3 separate regions of the Mus musculus genome follow, and regions 1 and 3 are each linked to region 2. Evidence: chromatin contacts called from public Hi-C data. All regions are on one chromosome and are shown on one strand. The core of a region is the stretch at or near the end of the contact, and the rest is flanking DNA. Distances in the headings are between cores, read along the strand shown. Region 1 has its middle 42 kb from the start of Rpap3. Region 2 has its middle 17 kb from the start of Gm41393. Region 3 has its middle 13 kb from the start of Gm41394.

Region 1 (2,700 bases), core at 85-2,584, 240 kb before region 2:
TGTTTTGACTGGATCCAGAGTTCTTGACTGACAGCCTTCCTTTTCAATGCTGGGGGGAAAAATGTCAGCGCCACCCTTTGCACCGCGGTGGCTAATGAGAAAAAGCTCTTGCTGGTCCCCTATGGGTGATCCTAGGAGCTTTCTTGCAATGCACACAATTGGTGTTTCTAGTTTGCTGGCGGCCTTTGTAGCTGTTTGGTATGTGAGAAAAACACTAAGCTCGGGGAATTCACACTGTATTCCTCATATCCCAAGGTCCCCGGACAGTCTGTCTGCTTTTGTTTGTTTGGTTTGTTTTTTTGGTTTTTTGTTGTTGTTGTTGTTTGTTTTGTTTTTTTGAGACAGGGTTTCTCTGAATAGGCCTGGCTGTGTAGACCAGGCTGGCCTTGAACTCAGAAATCTGCCTGCCTCTGCCTCCCAAGTGCTGGGATTAAAGGCGTGTGCCACCACTGCCCAGCTACAGTCTTTCTTCTTTTCTCTACTTTACTAGCAGCTTTTTTCCTCCCACTCATCCTTGTCCCCCTCTTCTTCCTCTTCTTCCTCCTGCTCCTCCTCCTTCTTTTGAGACAGGGTCTCATTATGTAGCCGAGGCTATTCTGGAACTCCTTCTGTAGACCAGGTTGGCCTCCAACTAAGTGATCTGCCTGCCTCTGCCTCCCGAGTACTGGAACTAAAGGTGTAAGCCATTGCACCAGGCGTTTAGAATTGTCTTTTAGAATGATCTGTACACGACGTCCTTTCAGTTGTAATTAGCAGTGGAAATATGCAAAACTGCACTGGCTTTTAATCATTTTAAAAATATCTTCTGTACTTAATTCTTAATCTCACCCGGAAATTTCTGGTGTGAGATTAAGACCTCCTTGCCCAACATCCCTGTGCCCACAAGGGGGCAGCAAGGGGCAGAAGCTTCTGGGTGAGATTTAGTGCATGGTAATCTATCTTTAACAGATTATTGTTTGGGTCCCTTCTACACGATTCTGTGGAGTCTCGAAGGCTGGCTCTGGGAAATGTTACAGTTTGAATGTGAAACATCTCCTGCAAGCTCGTGTTTCGGGACATTTGGTCTCCATCTGGTGGCGCTGTTTCGGGAGGCTGTGTAATCTGGACGCTGCACCTAGCTGACAGGCGAAAGGTCTTGAGGGTTATCAGCCAGCTGTTCCTGGCTGACGCCATGGAGCACGCATCTGCCCGAGGCTCCCGCTGCCAGGCTGTGAACGCTGCCACAGTGGGCAGTGTCCTCGCGAGAGAAATCCTTCCTTCTCTAAATTGCTTCTGCCGGGTAGCATCACAGCAACTAGGAAGGCGAAAATACAGAAAGACGGAGCCCTTGAGAGCTGCCTTGCTCCTTCTGTACCACAAGGGGGCAGTAAGAAGGCACCATGTGAGGAAACAGGCTCTCACCAGACACTGAATCTTCCAGGACTTCCCCACCTGTGGTTTTCAGCCTGAATGGGTAGAGATCTAGAGATAGTCATCCCCGTCCTTGGTGCAATAGCCCCCAGGCCACCCCTCTCCCAAGTCCTCATAGTTCCCTCTCTGAAGCTCACTTAGTTCCCAGCCCTTTGCTGTACCAACGAGGTAAAGTCTACAGTCAACATCTCCCTAGTCTGCTATTTGTTCTCTTTGCTTCTAGTCCCTATAAGCCGTTCTCTATCGCAAAGGTAAAAGTAAAAATGTTTATTATTAATGTATACGTGAGAGAGAGAGAGAGAGAGAGAGAGAGAGAGAGAGAGAGAGAGAGAGAATGACAGGTGTGGTTATAGGATAACTCCATGGAGTTGGTGCCCCACATCTAGGGACAGAAAGAACTCAGTTTATCTTCATGGCAAGCATCTTTTTACCCACGTCAGCCACCAAACTTCTAAAAGCACAAGTCAGTTCTTGCCACTGCTGGATTAAGAGTTGGAAAGTTAGGTGCGTGTGGTGGCACAGGGCCTTTTTAGTCCCAGCACTCAGGAGGCAGAGGCAGGCAGATCTCTGAGTGCGAGGCTAGCCTGGTCTAGAGGGAGTTCCAGAACAGCCAGGATTACACAGAGAAACCCTTTCAAAAAATACATAGCAAAAAAGAGAAAATAAAAGAATCTGTAAGTGGTATGTCATTGCACTTTTAATAAAATATAACATCTTTTTAAAAAATTTTAAATATTAATTAAAATTTTTGTATATGAGAGTTTTGCCTCTATGTATGTATGTATGTATGTGTATGTATATATGCATGTATGCATGTGTGTATGTGTGTATGTGTGTATGTATGTGTGTATGTATGTATGTGTGTATGCATGTATATATGTGTGTATGCATGCATGTATGTATGTGCGTATGCATGTATATGTATGTGTGTATGTGTGTATATGTATGTGTGTATGCATGCATGTGTGTGTATGTATGTGTGTATGCGTGTATATGTATGTGTGTATGCATGCATGCATGTGTGTGTATGTATGTGTGTATGCGTGTATATGTATGTGTGTATGCATGTATGTATGCATGTGTGTATGCATGTATGTATATATGTGTGTATGCGTGTATATGTATGTGTGTATGCATGTATGTATGTGTGTATGCATGTATGTATATATGTGTGTGTGCGTGTATATGTATGTGTGTATGCATGCATGCATGTGTGTGTATGTATGTGTGTATGCGTGTATATGTATGTGTGTATGCATGTATGTATGCATGTGTGTATGCATGTATGTA
Region 2 (2,700 bases), core at 103-2,602:
GCCCTCATGGCCAGTTCTCATGAGCCCTTAACCCATGGCATCTTCTCCTCTCTCTTAACTCTCCTCCCCTCCTCATAGTCCCTGCCTCAGATCCCCAAGCCCGGGAATCCCATCTACCTGTCTCCGCCCAGCTACAGGCTGTAGGCATCTTTATTCAACTGATAGTTCTAATTTTTGTGTGTGTGTTTGTTTTTGTTTTTCGAGACAGGGTTTCTCTGTATAGCTCTGGCTGTCCTGGAACTCACTTTGTAGACCAGGCTGGCCTCGAACTCAGAAATCTACCTGCCTCTGCCTCCCGAGTGCTGGGATTAAAGGCATGTGCCACCACGCCAGGCAGTTCTAATTTTTAAAAAAGATTTACTTATTTGTTATACTGTAGCTGTCTTCAGACACACCAGAAGAGGGATGGTTGTGAGCCACCATGTGGTTGGTGGGATTTGAACTCAGGACTTCTGGGAAGAGCAGTCAGTGCTCTTAACCACTGAGCCATCTCTGGAGAGCCCTGATAGTTCTAAATTAAGGAGGAAAGTCACATAGCATCATTTGGTATACATGAGGATCTCCTTGTCTGTGAAGCAACTAGATCTTGTGGGCTGATATTTAGCATCACAGTGCATAGCAACAGGACCAAACCCTCAACAGGCACCTTGCATCGACCTCACTTTGTGCAGCAGACTCCATCCCTATAGATTTCTTTTCACTGCCATTAACTGTTCTCAACATCACCAACTGCTGCCAAATCAAGCCTTAGACACTCCGAAAGGAAACAGATACACAACAGCTCTCCCAGTGACTCGCCCTGGCTGGACTCCTTAAGTCAAGGGTAACAAATGTCTGCTGGCTGGCTGGCTGGCACCTTCTGAAGCACTCTGGTAGAAAAAGCCTTTGTAGATATGGTTATGGTGCCCAGAGGGAATTAGAGATAAGAATCACAGAGCAGATGGGGAACTTAGTAGGGACGGCTGTTAAAAATACGCACCGAGAAGGGGGCATTGAAGAAACGCCTTGACAAACTCGACGTTGAGGGAGCGGCATACACAGACAGGCCGGTGCTAAACAAGAGACCGAGGGAAGTGGACCAGACATTGTAGGGGAGCAAACACACGGAGGGAAACATAGTCCCAAGGTCAAATGGCTTAGCATCTAATCCCCCATCACTCCAGGCTCCGGAGGCTCTGACCTGCTCCAGTCTTGGTCTTGCTCTTCCTTGGTTCCCTGATGTCACAGTGAAAACAACAATACAGTTAAAATGGCAAAGTTGGGAGACACCAGGGACGAGAAATACAAGGCCTGACAGCAGCGTTCAGAGAGCCAAGCTTCACAGACAAGGAGAAGGGCGGAGCTTGGAGGAAAACAGAGGAAGCTGGCGACCACAGGCTTCATTTGGCTTCCCGGAAACTGTACTGAAGCATGCACACAACTCACTGTTGCTCTTTTGTGTATTCTTGCCGCAGATACAGCTAATTCCTGCAAAATCATTGTAAGCATGGCATAGAAGAAAGCCTTCATCTACTCCAGAAGGGAGACTACCTTGGCCCCTGGCAAGGAGTTTTATGTGAGGTAGCCCAGGAGAACTGTACTGTTCTGTTGTCTTGGCATCTGTGTTTCTTAGTGGTCAGAATTTTCCTTTGTGGTTAGACATCCTTGATTCTGCATAGATTGATCCCACTCTATCAGAAACTACAGTACCAGGGCATTCACCTACTCATGTACATCAATGAAGAATCTGTACCCTTAACATAAAACTCAACATCGTGTCGGGCATTGGTAGCACACACATTAAATCCAAGCACTTGGGAGGCAGAGGCAGGCAGATCTCTTCGAGTTTAAGGCCAGCCTGGTCTACAGAGTGGGTTCCAGGACAGCCAGCGCTGCACAGAAAAAGCCTGTCACAAACAAAACCAAACAACAAACTTCAGTGTCATTATAGTATCTTATAGTGTGACTTTGAAAGCCCCCCTTCTTTTTTGTGGGGATCATGGAATGAAATGCTCTAAAAAAAAAAAAAAAAAAAAAAAAGATCTGGTCCACCATGGCTTGGGACAGAAAAGGCTCACCTTGTTGTGCTTAAAGGGGGTTAGTTCAACAGTCAGCTAAATGGCTGACTGGGAGTACAGATTATTGGAAGAGCTATTTGTAAAATGAATTAGAAATTCTAGCTAGCCCATAGAAAAGACACACAATCCAGGTGTTTTCTTTACAAGCTGTCCGCTTAGATTGGGCAGGTTTTGGAGCTTTTCTAACTCACATCCTGGCCATGTGTCCCTTGTTGCTTGCTGTTTCTCCTGGCCACGTGCTCACGGTCCGTGTCTCCTCTCATGGCAGCTTCTGCCTCTCTCCATGTCCTTTCTACTTTCTCCCTCTCTACCTGAGACCCAACGGAAAACCTGCCTGTCATTGCCTAATCACAGGCTTTAGCCTTTTATTGACCAGTTAACTTGCGGAGCAAGGTTCACACACACAAAAAAAGGCTGGTTAGACATGACAATCCACAATCAGATCTTGGGGTATGGAATTTAGCATTCAAATACAAGCTACACCAGACCATCCTCCTACGGCTATTAATGCTTAGACAGAAAGGCAGGAGTACTGGGTTGAGGGGGGATAGGGAGCAGGCTCTGAGGAGAGTTCAGACCCCGAAGGGAGGAATCTCACAGTCTCTGTGGCAGAAATAGGTCTCTCAGAGCTTTCTGAGGATGG
Region 3 (2,700 bases), core at 97-2,596, 180 kb before region 2:
CGAACATCCTCACTCATAGACAATCCATGCAAATTTTGGAGAATGGATCTCTTTGAAGATAATCAAATAATCCCTGATTGTTTGGTAACTAGGTGGCATCACAGGCTACCTGCCTTGTCTCGGGCCATTTTCATAAACCCAAATGCAGTGAACTCTATTTAACTGTCCCCCTTAATATGTAGCATTACTCTGCACCGCTACACTTTGCCATCTAGAGTCAGGAGAAGCGTGAGCTGAGACTTCCTGGGTACTCCTGCTCCGTCCCAGAGTTTGTATTCCCTTGGCCTGATGTTTCACTGCTGACTATGACACAAAGATGTTGTCTCCAGCTTCTGCCGGGCTTGGCGGCTCACACTGTGCTCAGTGTTAGGCTCTGGAGGATCTCCTAGCAGCATAGTACGAAAGGTCACGTACGGATGGGACAATTAACACGTCTCCTCCCCATGAATGAAGTTTGGTGTAGAAAAGGGCAAAAACGGTGCCAGAAATAAATGGCTGGCTTATAAACATATTTATTAAATGCATCATGCTGGAGCAGCAGATGTGAGGAAGACAACGGCTGAAAGCCAGCGGCGGGTTGCTAAGTAAATTAACTGTCTTGTTGCTGTTAATGAGGGGCTGCACTGGCTGGGAGTGGCTGCAGAATTGTACATTTCTCCCGTTTGTTTTTCAATGGACCGTGATTGACTCTGGGTATTGTTTGGATAAATTTTCTCTGTGATTTTGATAGAGTTGGTCATTTTCCCCTAAAAGAAAACCCCGATAAGCCTGAGTATTTTTTTTTCTGACTCCATGATTTCCTAACGTCTTCATCAATGGTGTCAATATAATTTATGATCAACCCTAGTCCTCTACTCTCTTTGAATCTTGCAAAAATTACCACCAAGTAGAATTATGTCTGACTTAGAATAAACGGAGAGAAGAGTCTAGAAAACAGTAATGGCTGTTAGTTTAGCAATCCCGTATCATATTGTTAGGGCAGAAACGGGCACTCTCGCAGTAAAGTCACTGATTTGATTAGGAAGACTGATCATTACGCACTGTAGCAATACCCACAGCCCTGGCATCCTTCCCGCTTCGTCTTTAGGAAGATATTTTCTGGCTCGGTTGAGAAGAAGAAGTCATTAGAAGCTCCAGTAAACAATTCTGTGTGGGGTGTCCACTCGAGCAAGCAGCTGTCCTTTGAAAACTGCCTTTCTTGTTTGGAGGCTCCCAATTGCGCAGTCAGGAGGTTGTGTAAAATCAATTAAGCCGGGGATCACAGAATAATCAGCTCTGAGAACTGCTGGCCCAGCTGTGATTATTTGCCAACGGTGGCAGCTTCCTCCTTTATGCCTTTGTCACTCCTGCCCACGCTTTAGCCTTCACCTCCTGGCAGGGGAGGTCCCTCCCCATCCCCTAAGCTTCTTTCCTTCAGCCCCTGGCTGGTTCAACCCCCGTCGTCTCTCCCCGGTTGTCTCGCGTGAGTCTTCCCCTACCTCTGGCTCTCAAGAGCCTGGAGGAGGACTCCCTACTGCGGCGGAAGGCTGGCGCTTCCAGCCCTTCCACACCAGCAGGTAGGAAGCGAGGAGGGGCGGGACTACAAAGTGCTGCCGTTGCTATGGCAACCCGCACTGCTCTTCAGAAAATCTGACCAGAGGAAAGGATCCTCTGGTCTTTTGATGTATCTACCCTTCCTAATCCGACCTGTCCTCAGCACAGGTTAGAGGATCATCGCTCCTAATTTTCCACCCCACCCCTAAGGAAATCTCTTCCGCTGAGGCCTGAACAACAGAAATGCCTCCCTCCCCCAAACAAAGCTTCCGTTAATAAGAAAGACATGCATCTCAAACACTATTTTTTCTCCTATATGCGTATACATATGTGTGAGATGTGAGCATGTTTGTGTTCCCGTGGGAGTGTAAATGTGTACATGGGGGTACATGTGCATGCGCACACACATGGCTAGAGCTCTAATCAGGATGTCTTTCTCAATTACTCTTCACCTTAGTTTTTGAGACAGTCTCTCTCACTGAACCAGAGTTAACTAATTGGCTAGGTTGGCTGCCCAGTGAGCTCCATGCCCACTCCCATTACTGGGCAAGACACCACATGTGATGGGGATATGAATTTAGGCCCTAACGTCGACACAGTGGGTACTTTTGAGCCATCTCCCTCCCCATAGGATTCTTACACAAAAAAATGCTGTACTAGGATATTCAATATTACAATTTTGTACACCATTTGGCTGGGCAAGGTCATGGTTCTTTTTGAGGTACAAGATTTATTTCAATATTCATCAAGTACTAAGCCCTGGGTTGAACACCACAGTCTGGTGGTGCGCTATCTAGCGCAATCACAGGCAGATGCCCACAACGGGGGAGTTGAGACTTGCTAAAAGGTCATGTGGTGCTTCTAGGTGCAGGAGCCTGGGGGTGGGGGACGGGGTTAGGGAAAAGGTCTTATGTGAACATACGGTGCTTTTGAAGGACTCCGAGCCCACCTGACCTAGAGGCATACCTTACTATTTTATAGTTAGTATTCAAAATAATGGGTTTCGTTAGGATGTTTTGCTCATATTTGACTCCTAATTGCCCTCGCTTATCCCCCCCCCTCTCTTCTGGTAATCTTAAAGAGCTACCCAACAATTCTTCTAGACTTATTTCCTCAGTTGTAAAACGGGATTATATAGTAATATATGGACCGAATGGTGCCCATGCC

What was found. Hi-C and Micro-C count contacts between places; a contact is called where the count stands out from the background.
Region 1: a contact with region 2 is called in a Hi-C map of CD8 T cells, with 4 times the contacts expected there. The contact joins two enhancer-like sites. A contact is called at or near these places in 1 of 15 datasets of contacts at CTCF or cohesin (the NIH/3T3 cell line), 5 of 484 Hi-C or Micro-C datasets (B cells, CD8 T cells, cerebral cortex and 2 more) and 2 of 115 datasets of contacts at active chromatin or transcription factors (both in embryonic stem cells).
Region 3: a contact with region 2 is called in a Hi-C map of embryonic stem cells, with 2.0 times the contacts expected there. The contact joins two enhancer-like sites. A contact is called at or near these places in 1 of 484 Hi-C or Micro-C datasets (embryonic stem cells), 6 of 115 datasets of contacts at active chromatin or transcription factors (cardiomyocytes, embryonic forebrain, embryonic stem cells and 1 more) and 1 of 9 other capture datasets (embryonic stem cells).

What each region holds. Positions count from the first base shown.
Region 1 is chr15:97,662,510-97,665,209 of GRCm38.p6, reverse strand. No RefSeq gene overlaps it. Among named protein-coding and RNA genes, the nearest start is that of Rpap3, 42 kb to the left of the region's middle. Within about 2 kb of position 1,334, at least 173 of the 459 cell types and tissues checked have an H3K27ac peak or open chromatin away from gene starts, as enhancers often do. A contact at or near this core is called in B cells and CD8 T cells, where this site is marked.
Region 2 is chr15:97,423,188-97,425,887 of GRCm38.p6, reverse strand. No RefSeq gene overlaps it. Among named protein-coding and RNA genes, the nearest start is that of Gm41393, 17 kb to the right of the region's middle. Within about 2 kb of position 1,352, at least 49 of the 459 cell types and tissues checked have an H3K27ac peak or open chromatin away from gene starts, as enhancers often do. A contact at or near this core is called in B cells, CD8 T cells and embryonic stem cells, where this site is marked.
Region 3 is chr15:97,605,632-97,608,331 of GRCm38.p6, reverse strand. No RefSeq gene overlaps it. Among named protein-coding and RNA genes, the nearest start is that of Gm41394, 13 kb to the left of the region's middle. Within about 2 kb of position 1,346, at least 125 of the 459 cell types and tissues checked have an H3K27ac peak or open chromatin away from gene starts, as enhancers often do. A contact at or near this core is called in embryonic stem cells, where this site is marked.